2 separate regions of the Mus musculus genome follow, and region 2 is linked to region 1. Evidence: chromatin contacts called from public HiChIP or PLAC-seq data. All regions are on one chromosome and are shown on one strand. Each heading gives the region's core, a stretch centred on a gene start, on an enhancer-like site or on the middle of the called end of the contact. The rest is flanking DNA. Distances are from core to core; before and after follow the strand shown.

Region 1 (4,905 bases), core at 6-2,505:
CACCATGAATAGTCTTTAAGATGAGCCTTTTGTGAGTCAGAAGGAACAAGAATCTGTGATTAAAAAGTTGGATAGTATAGTGGAATGTTGTGTTAGAATTAGGCAAGTTTATAAGAACTTGAATAATATTAGGGCAGTGGCATAGCAAGAAGAGGAAACATGAAGCATTTAATGAATGGAAACAGAGTTTAGGTAAGGAGATAACAGATGACATCTGGGGAAGCTTTTTCTAGCTGTCAAGCTACAGTTAGCTTAGCTGTCAGTGTAGTCGGAAGTGTGAGAAAGAATAATCTACCAGTCATATTATTTAAAAAATGACAGAGTCCACTAGCTAAGAGTCCCCGTGCTCTCCACGGTCTCCATGGCAACATGGGCAGTCAGTCTGGCTTTCAAGAGCAGAAGACACAGGGCCTTTTCTCTGTGGAATGGATAAGTGTGATATGAGAAATGGTTTACCTTGATTTAGCTAAGTCATTTGACTCAGAGCATCCACTTTTGTCCACTGCATTTTTCAGTTATTATCATATCACAATCTCAGCAGTATCTTGTAGTTGTGTCCTCATCTTCTGAGACCTGGTGGGGTTAACTGTTAGAGGCGTCGGGAATTCTGTCTGTAATAATCTTAATAATTAGCAGACTTCTGATAAGATGGAGGGCTATATCGATTGGTTATATCTGAATAGAGCACACTATCATTCAATGGCAGTAGTAAAAGACACCATCGATCAAGACAGGACAGGAATGAAAGTTTAAAGCTGGCAGGCAAGCCGTGGGAATGGTTAGTCTGCGGAGCGAGGGAGTGGCTGGTGCATGCATGTACGTGTGCAGTTGAGGTACCAGGCGTGCACTCAGGTGGAGTGGAACGGGTACATAGCCTGTAGCCCTGAGTACAGATTGCTAGGAGCCACGATAATGGCGTGTGCGCTCCTGCTGCTGAACGGGCGGGGTGGTGGTTGCAAGCTGCTGCAGCAGTGGGAACAGTGTGTCAGGCAGCAGTGGCTCTAGGCAGAGGCAGCAGGAAGTCTGTTTACTTTGACCGGGTATGGGGTGGGACTTCCTACTAGCAGCCAGAAGTTGTGGCCCAGTGCTTCGGCAGAAGGAGTCCGTGGTGGGTGGGGGACGAGAAGCCCCCAAAGTAGTCTGTTCTGTATTCCAGCGACCTGCACGTTATTCTTGTGGCGCAGCTAGACATCATTTTATAAGTCCCCGGCAGGAAGGGAGAGAGAGAAAGAGAAAGAGGGAGGGAGGGAGGGGCTCCCTAGTGTGCTCTCGCAAGTGGGAAAGCAAGTCTCACAGATGGGGGCCCTGGCAGGACGCAAGGGGTGGGGCCAGACCCATTTTTTTAGGTGAACTGGCTGAACTAGTGGCTGCAGCAGACTGCAAATGAGGGAGGGGTAGGGGAAAGAGACTATGGGTCCCTAGAGAGAAAGTGTCAGTCTAGTTGCCATGCAGATATTGCTTTAGACCAAGACATCCCACTAAGACTGACCCCAAGTGAGAGAAAAGGGTTATTAACTGCCCCTACCAGTGTCCTGAGGGCATTAACAACCCAAGAGAGATTCCAGCCTAGGCCAGACGGCCAGGTCATCACGTGGGGGCCTGAGGGCTAATGCTTGGCGCCCGTGCTCCTGAGCCAGAGAGAGCAGTTTACCCAAGCCTGGAAATTTCTCAGCAGAGAGAAAGAAACTGTCTCAAAAGGAGAGGGAATCTCACCCAAGGGAAGAAGTCCTAGAATGAGGGCCAGTGAAAGACTGACTGTCTCCCATTCTCAAAGACAACAGAGGGGTAGCTCCGAGCTCAAGAACTCTTCCCTGGGATCATGCTGACAGTAACTCTGACCTGTTCTGAGCTAGCCAGCATGAATCTCCATGTAGTAGCTGGGGTGGCATGCAAATCTGCAGAGTTCCTAAATCTGAGTCATGGCACCATATGGCCTGTTTGTAAAAAGCTGAAGAGACCTTGGGTGCCAACTGGACGGATGGTCCGGAGCTCCCCAGAGGACTCTCCACGCCGAAGGCGCTCTAGCACATCCAGGATCTTAGAATCACTGACCGTGACGGGCCTGTGATAGCAGGAGCAAGGACACAGGAGCCCTGCCTGACCAGCAGTTCAGGTTCCTTCTGCTTAGTGCTGGTACACCTTGGTTTCAAACACACAAGACAGCCCCACAGTCTCCAGAAGAGACTCCACTTCCAAGTACTGTAACAGGCCAAGGATCTTAGGATTCCAGGATCACAGCATCCCAGGAGCTTGGTCACACCAGGATCTGAGGGTCTCAGAGGAAGCTTGACTGCCAAGAACTCTGACACACCCAGAATCTCAGGTTTACAAGCTCTGGAATCACAGGATCACAGAGAAAGCTGGACTCTGAGGAGTCCTGAATCAACTGGAATTACAGGAAGGACAGGCTCCAATCAGATATATTGAGGGCAGCAGCACTTGAGATAATCAGATGGCAGGAGGCAAACACAAGAACAGAAGCAACAGAAAGCAAGGTTACTTGGTGTCTTAGTCAGGGTTTCTATTCCTGAACAAACATCATGACTAAGAAACACGTTGGGTAGGAAAGGATTTATTTGGCTTACACTTCCATACTGCTGTTCATCACCAAGGAAGTCAGGACTGGAACCCAAGCAGGTCAGGAAGCAGGAGCTGATGCAGAGGCCATGGAGGGATGTTACTTACTGGTTTGCTTCCCCTGGCTTGATCAGCCTGCTCTCTTATAAAACCAAGACTACCAGCCCAGAGATGGTCCCACCCACAAGGGGCCTTTCCCCCTTGATCACTAATTGAGAAAATGCCTTACAGTTGGATCTCATGGAGGCATTTCCTCAACTGAAGCTCCTTTCTCTGTGATAACTCCAGCTGTGTCAAGTTGACATAAAACTAGGCAGTACAATTGACCCCTTGTCAACTTGACACACAAACACATCACTAGTAAGCCTAAACCCTTACATTCTTATTCATCCCCAAGATCTAATAACTTTAAAAGTCCCACAGTCTTTACATATTCTTAAATTTTCAATCTCTTTAAAATATCCATCTCTTTTAAAACCCAAAGTCTTTTTACAATTAAAAGTCTCTTAACTGTGGGCTCCACTAAAATAGTTTCTTCCTTCAAGAGGGAAAATATCAGGGCACAGTCACAATCAAAAGCAAAAATCAATCTCCAACCATCCAGTGTCTGGGATCCAACTCACGATCTTCTGGGCTTCTCCAAGGGCTAGGGGTCACTTCTCCAGCCATGCCCTTTGTAGCACACACATGTCCTCTAGGCTCCAGATGCCTGTACTCCACTGCTGCTGCTCTTGGTGGTCATCTCATGGTACTGGCATCTCCAAAACACTGCATGACCCCTTCAGTCCTGGGGTGTCAATTGCAACTGAGGCTGCATCTTCACCAACGGCCTTCCATGGCACTGAGGCAGTGCTGAGCCTCAGCTGCTCTGTGTGATCCCTTCATGCCTTCAAAACCAGTACCACCTGAGTAACTCTTACACATTATTGAGTCCATCCACAGCACAAGATACAACCTTGGCTATCTCTGGAACACAGCCTCTGTGCTCTCAGAAAGCACTTCCCAGAAGATTTCACCTCAGTGATGCTGGTCTCTTCTTAATCACCACTAATTTCTTAGCTCCAGCTAACCAGCATCAATAGTCCCAGTAATGCAAAGGTTTTACTTTAGTAGTTCTAGTATCTTTTAATTACAGCTGATTCTTCAGCCCCAGCTAACCAGAACTACAGAATCTTCACAATTCAAAATAGCAAGAGCCTTGAAAAGCATCTTTAAATTTCCCTCTGAAATTTCACAAGCCAGGCCTCCATTTTCTGCACTGTTTTCAACATTATCTTCCAAGCTCCTACACAACATCCCACAGAGCTTTTAACACCGAATGGATCTTCTGGCCCAAAGTTCCAAAGTCCTTCTACAGTCCTCCCGAAGACATGGTCAGGTTGTCACATGAATACCCCACTATGCTGGTACCAATTTGTCTTAGTCAGGGTTTCTATTCCTGCACAAACATCATGACCAAGAAACAAGTTGGGGAGGAAAGGGTTTATTCAGCTTACACTTCCATGCTGCTGTTCATCACCAAAGGAAGTCAGGACTGGAACTCAAGCAGGTCAGGGAGCAGGAACTGATGCAGAGGCCATGGAGGGATGTTACTTACTGGTTTGCTTCCCCTGGCTTGATCAGCCTGCTCTCTTATAAAACCAAGACTACCAGCCCAGAGATGGTCCCACCCACAAGGGGCCTTTCCCCCTTGATCACTAATTGAGAAAATGCCTTACAGTTGGATCTCATGGAGGCATTTCCCAACCGAAGCTCCTTTCTCTGTGATAACTCCAGTTGTGTCAAGTTGACACAAACTAGCTAGTACACTTGGTATCATCAGAACCAAACTCTCCCACCACAGTAAGTCCTGGATACACCAACACACCAGAAAAACAAGATATGGATGTAAAGTAACTTCTCATGATGATGATGGAGGACTTTAAGAAGGAAATAAATAACTCCCTTAAAGAAATATAGGAGCACATAGGCAAACAGCTAGAAACCCTTAAAGAGGAACCACAAAAAATCCCTTAAAGAGTTACAGGAAAATACGACCAAACAGGTGAAAGAATTGAACAAAACCATCCAGGACCTAAAAATGTAAGTAGAAACAATAAAGAAATCACAAAGGGAGACAACACTGGAGATAGAAATCCTAGGAATGAAATCAGGAACCATAGATGTGAGGATCAGCAACAGAATACAAGAGATGGAAGAGAGAATCTCAGGTGCAGAAGACTCCATAGAAATCATGGACACAACAATCAAAGAGAATGTAAAATGCAAAAAGATCCTAACTCAAAACACCCAGAAAATCAAGGACACAAAGAGAAGACCAAATCTAAG
Region 2 (5,671 bases), core at 2,931-5,430, 300 kb after region 1:
TGAGGCCCGGCACACAGCACACCCATGCCTGGTGCTGTAAAACAGGTCAAAAAAAAGCTCAGGGCTCAGGAGGTCAGAGGCTCTAGGGGAGGAGCTTTCACTGCTGTTCTGCTGAGCAACTATGTTGTCAAACTGCGTTTTAAATACTGATGCTTGTATCCGTACATTACTGCTGCTCTCAGCCCTGGTCAGACAAGCTTCTTTGTACAGTCACTTCAGTCAATGCATAGTCAGCCAAAGGGTGAAGACTATGACAGCCTACCGCTCACTCCTAAAGAGAACGTCTACATTGCACACAAAGCTCAGAAAAGATCACAGAAGAGAAGAAGAAAGATGTAGGAGCTGGGAGACGGGAGGAATGGAGGCAAGTGCTGCATTCTGACACAATATGGCTGTTACACCCAGGGACCCCCAGTACCTGGGCTCAGCTGAAGAAGTCTTGCACAAGGTTTCCAAAGAGATGTGGGGCGGGACTCATGAGGCCTCGCCTCTAGTTGAGGAGCTATTAATGGTTACTGTTGGCAAGGAGCGGGTAGATTTCAGTAATGAGGCCCACTCAACTGATAATTTGCCCAGTTTTCAGTAAATAACCCCACACTCAAGGAAGCAACCCTAATTAAATTCAGAGGGTAATTTTTGTTTTAAAAAAGTCATGAAAGGAGGAGAAGGATTTGTTAAGAGTGGAAAGAGGGTAGTAAGAGAAGGTCATGGGGCAAATGAGCAAAATGCTTTAAATATAGCTATGAAACTGTCAAATAATAAGTAGAAAAGATGGATAATAAATAAAAGTGGTGCTTCTAAAACTGGTTTGTTTACTTGTAAAATTACAATTACAGTAAACACAGCATTAGTTTAACTTCTACCCCGCTGTAGGAATGTTGACCATTGTGTTTGCAAGTTTAGAATGTGTTATCTAACCTTGCAAATATATTCATCTAATATTGCAGAGCGCTCAAAACATCTTGAGAAAGGCCTTTGGAAGTCTCATAGCCTTGCCACGCAGGTTTGCACAGACTCCTGTCCCCTGCTCTTACTACACTCATCCTGTCTGAAGCTTCACAGACCTTGGAAGGGCCAGCCAGCCTGCCTAGGATGCTTTCCCCATCAGGAAGCTCAGGAATTACACATAAGTAGTCCATACCCCACCCATAGTCACTTTCAAAACCATCAGATGATTTTATGTTCTTGGCACACAATACTAAGGTTTGCTGACTGACTAATAGGCACCTCCCTATTCCACACAAGAGCATAGACTCTATGAAATGACGTGTCACAGAAATCGTGATTCACATCTGGCAGGCTGCAGGTACTCACAGAATATTTGTTAGCCAGGCATAGTGACATATACCTGTAATCACACCATTCAGAAGACTAAAGCAGGAAAATCGTAAGTTCCAGACTAGCCTGGGCTATACAAGGATTTCCAGGCCAGACTAGCCTGGGCTATACAAAGATTTCCAGGCCAGCTAGAACTACATAAGGAATCCTAAGCCATCCTGAGCTGCATAAGGAATTCTAGAACATCTTGCACTACATAAGGAGACCTCACCTAACAAGGAAAATATTGTACAAATTTCATATGTGACTAAACTCTAGATTTGACTTCTCACTTTCCACAGCTGTAATGTACTCTGGTCAAGTGATAATGACTAAATGAAAATCTGTATTTATTTATCTTCCTGAACACTAGCCTCTTTAGTTTTTGTCTACAGTACTATAAAATGTAAAAATTAAAGGTCTAATTAATTGTTTCACTTGATGTTCCTTTTATTTATTTGGGGGCCCAGGGGTAGAGTTTCACCAGGTGGTCACGGCCTTAGTCATGTAACCCAGCATGTGGACTTCTTCCCCAAGTAAATAGAGCAGCACCAGCATCTTAGCCTCAGCCAATAGAATGCATTCACCCCCAAGTTCCATCTCACTCCCTGGTCTCATAGAGTCCCTGGTCACGTGGAATAAAGAGCACAAGCTGTGTCACCAAGGATCATCTGAGACGGTCTGTGTTCTGAGCTGCAACACTTGGGGAAAGTCTCTCCCCCAAAGCACTCATCATTGGATATTTGGACCCACGTGCCTGACCAGACCCCCATAGCTCACAAAGGCTTGTCCAGGGACCCCAGCACGGGAACCTCTTTAGTCCTTTTCTAAGAGCCATAATACTATTTCGGCATTCCCAGCTGGACCTGAGTCCTTTGTCGAGGACTCCACTGCACGCACGCATGCACGCACGCACGCACTCGCCACCTGTGCGGCAGCAACTGACTTTCCCCAGGGAGAATCAGAATCTGGACCATGGACCTCACACATTCTAGTCCCCTCTGAGCTAGTGTAATGGTGGCATTCAGACACCCCAGGGGAGAGGTGGAATCCAGAACCATAAATTATGAGTCCAACTGTCATAAGGCATAACAATATTGTTTCATATTTAAAATGAAATCAGTCAAATTCATTGAAGTTTGATCATATACTGTATTGGAATTTAGAAACAAAAAGGAAAAGAAATGGATCGTTTCTCCAAGGAACCACAGAATAGTCAATGCTAAGCTATATGGCACTCCTCATAGTTGCTTTGGGGGATGGAAATAGAAGATTGCTGTGTCGGCTTCTGCAGTAGGTGGGAGCTGCTCACTGGAAGGGCGAGCTTTGTTTTTTCAGGTGATTGTGGTGAGGAGATACTAGTTCAGCCGCCAGAAACCATGCAAGGGAGAGCTCAAATGTTCACATACTCACAGCTAGAAAATAGAGATCTGTTGGAAAATACTGTTGTTCAGTGCTGTCAGACTGAAGAACTCACTTAAGCCTCTAGGAATTGAGGCTGGGTCACCATGAATGGAGGACTGGGCTGCTATGCAGTTGTTCTAGCATCCACACCTGTGCTGGGTCACAGTGAACGGAGGACTGGGCTGCTATGCAGATGTTCTAGTGCCCACACCTGTGCTGGGTCACCATGAACGGAGGACTGGGGCTGCTATGCAGATGTTCTAGTGCCCACACCTGTGCTGGGTCACCGTGAACGGAGGACTGGGACTGCTATGCAGATGTTCTAGTGCCCACACCTGTGCTGGGTCACCATGGACGGAGGATTGGGCTGCTATGCAGATGTTCTAGCGCCCACACCTGTGCTCTGTGCATACCCAGCTCCTTTTCATTCTGACCACCTCCAAAGCAACTTTCAAACTGAATTTGCTGTAGGGGAGGCAGAAGCAGGGGTCCATTTAAAACAGGGACCGGACACAGGGAGAGCTGTCAGAATGGAGGTTGGTAGAGCAGGGGAGGGTTTGTGTATGAACAATATGTGAGACAAGGGAACAAGTTCTAGAAGAAGAAGGAAGCAAAGATGTCCCCTCCCTGTGAACTTGGGAGAATGAACCGGGAGTGGTACAGAGATGATGTTCAAAAGGAACAGGCCATCTTCCCACTCCCCAGCCTGTGACTTCAGCTCTGAACACCTCTGAACACATAACACTCTACAGATAAATCCAAGCCTCACATTTCTTTGAGGAAATAGGTTGACTACAAGATGTCCCAACAGGTTGTGGTGATTTGTGCCTGTCATTTCAGTCCTCAGAAAGCAGAGGCAAAGGGGAACAAGAGGCACAGACCAGAACATATTATGTAAAGACCCTGTGTCTATAAGGCAAGACCCTGCCTCTAAAATAAAATGAAATTTAAAATACCAAAAGCAGAAACCCAGATGCTACCACAACACATGGCATATGCCCTAGATTATCCTTCTCAGGCATGGGGAAAAAATGTGTAAAATCAGGTTTTTCTGCATTCCCCGTCTCACACTTTGGAAGAAGTCATTTGGGTCTGTAATGACCTCAGTTTGAAAACTGCATTGGGGTGGGAATGAGCTGGGACTGTCTGCGGACACGGATCCCAGGAGTGGGAAAAACTCTTCCAATGAATGCAAAGAATGTATGTAGTACACAGGTTGTAAGACGATGTCAAAATAATCCAGACACCAATTCTCACAGCACCCAGCTCACCTGGCAGGTCTAGGCCATGTCTACAGTAAGGCCTACGATCCAGCATGTTATCAGCTGTGCCTCCAGAGTTCCTGACATCACTTTTCATTCAGCTGACACCTCTGAGAAATGGCAAGCCCAGAGCCTCCCGTCCCCTGCTCTCTGTGATGGATGTCCCCACCTCCTCCATGTTGACTGAACTCCTCTGGATTGGACAGCTGCCTGCCTCCACTTGCCCTCCTTGAGTCACAGAACACCAAGGCTTCCTTTGAAGCAAGACCACAGAGTACAGCATTTTCCCTCTGGGGGATTGCTTGTTCAAACAGATGTATGAGTGCTCGTTGGAGAAACTCACTTGTTCCTTTGTGTTTGTTTTCTGCATACAATGAGGAAGAATAAAAAGAGGGTAATCAGGGACTTCCAGGTTTCTTATCAAGGCAGAAGAAAACTAAAATTGAATATTAGCAATAATGTAGCATTAGAAGTAACGTTTCACTTGCTAAGGGTCCTGTCATGTGGATCAGGTTTTCTTTAACATCACAAGTGTGACAGAGCATGTTACCAAAGTGTGTGTGTAACACATGCACTCCATAGACAAATATAGATATCACACTCCATAGTTAAACGAAAGGACTATTTGTATGTCTCTTTCTCCCTCCTCCCATTTAGCTCCTGCCTTACACACTGAATTCAGTGTCCCTGATGTCAGTGAAAAATCAAGCATGCTCTTGCAAGCAAGGCTTCAACCAAGCTAGTTCATCTGACTCATTCCAGCGTCTTAATTACTATGTGTTCTCTTTAACAAGAGAGGCCACTGTTCTTGTTTAATTCAGCAGGTTCTGGCAGAAACATTTTAAGAAACCTGATTGCAACACTTCCTGCAATTTACAGTTACTGTTTTACCTGTGCCCCAGAGTGCAATAGTAGACCCCAAAAGCTGTGGTTAAGACAGAAACTGTCAGGCTTTACCCCTTGTGCTCACTCACTCCTGTGTCCATTGGTTAATTGTCCATAAATCCTGGATTCACTGGAGACATGTTTCAGACATGCTTTGAGTCTTGTGCAACTGACTGAAGCCAAAGTTTGGAATGAGAAGGTTTTTACTTTTATGAGCATCTAGTGTGTGTTTTCCCCCATTTCTTATATCATTCAAAACTACCTCCATTAATAGGTTTAGTATTATCCCCATTTTATAAGTCTGGAAGAGTGAGATTAGTGAAGGAAGTGAGCCTTCCAAGAATCCATAGTGCACAAAGTAGAGAAATGGTGGATGTACTCAGATACGTGTGGGTTGTCTGCAGGTCCAGTGTCGCTCAATATCTGGGATACACCACGGCACAAAAAGAAGAAAAGAGCTTTCCTTTCCTTTCTTTCTCTGTGAACACAATCTGCAGGCCTGGCAGAGAACATGCTAGAATCGCCTGAAAGCCTTTTCAAACATGAGTGACCATTATTCACCATGGCAACAAAATCAGACTGAGAGCAAAGCCTGAGCACGGGAATTTCTCTTAGAAGATTCACAGTCAGGTCATCCCCATGGAGCACACAGGTCATCCCATGGAGCACACAGGTCATCCCATGGAGCACACAGGTCACCCCATGGAGCACACAGGAATAGTTCCTCTCACGAAATTACACTCTACCCAAGAGCTTTCCTTCACTGTGTGAGCGAGCGTTAGAAAGAATAAAAGTTCTCTTTG

What was found. HiChIP or PLAC-seq counts read pairs in DNA pulled down with a chosen protein or histone mark.
Region 2: a contact with region 1 is called in an H3K27ac HiChIP or PLAC-seq map of T-cell acute lymphoblastic leukemia, with 5 times the contacts expected there. The contact joins two enhancer-like sites. A contact is called at or near these places in 1 of 484 Hi-C or Micro-C datasets (bone marrow-derived macrophages) and 1 of 115 datasets of contacts at active chromatin or transcription factors (T-cell acute lymphoblastic leukemia).

The regions. Positions count from the first base shown.
Region 1 is chr3:9,973,551-9,978,455 of GRCm38.p6, forward strand. No RefSeq gene overlaps it. Among named protein-coding and RNA genes, the nearest start is that of Fabp5, 37 kb to the right of the region's middle. Within about 2 kb of position 1,256, at least 175 of the 459 cell types and tissues checked have an H3K27ac peak or open chromatin away from gene starts, as enhancers often do. A contact at or near this core is called in T-cell acute lymphoblastic leukemia, where this site is marked.
Region 2 is chr3:10,273,406-10,279,076 of GRCm38.p6, forward strand. It overlaps a transcript of Fabp12 not described here. Among named protein-coding and RNA genes, the nearest start is that of A930014E01Rik, 22 kb to the right of the region's middle. Within about 2 kb of position 4,181, at least 42 of the 459 cell types and tissues checked have an H3K27ac peak or open chromatin away from gene starts, as enhancers often do. A contact at or near this core is called in T-cell acute lymphoblastic leukemia, where this site is marked.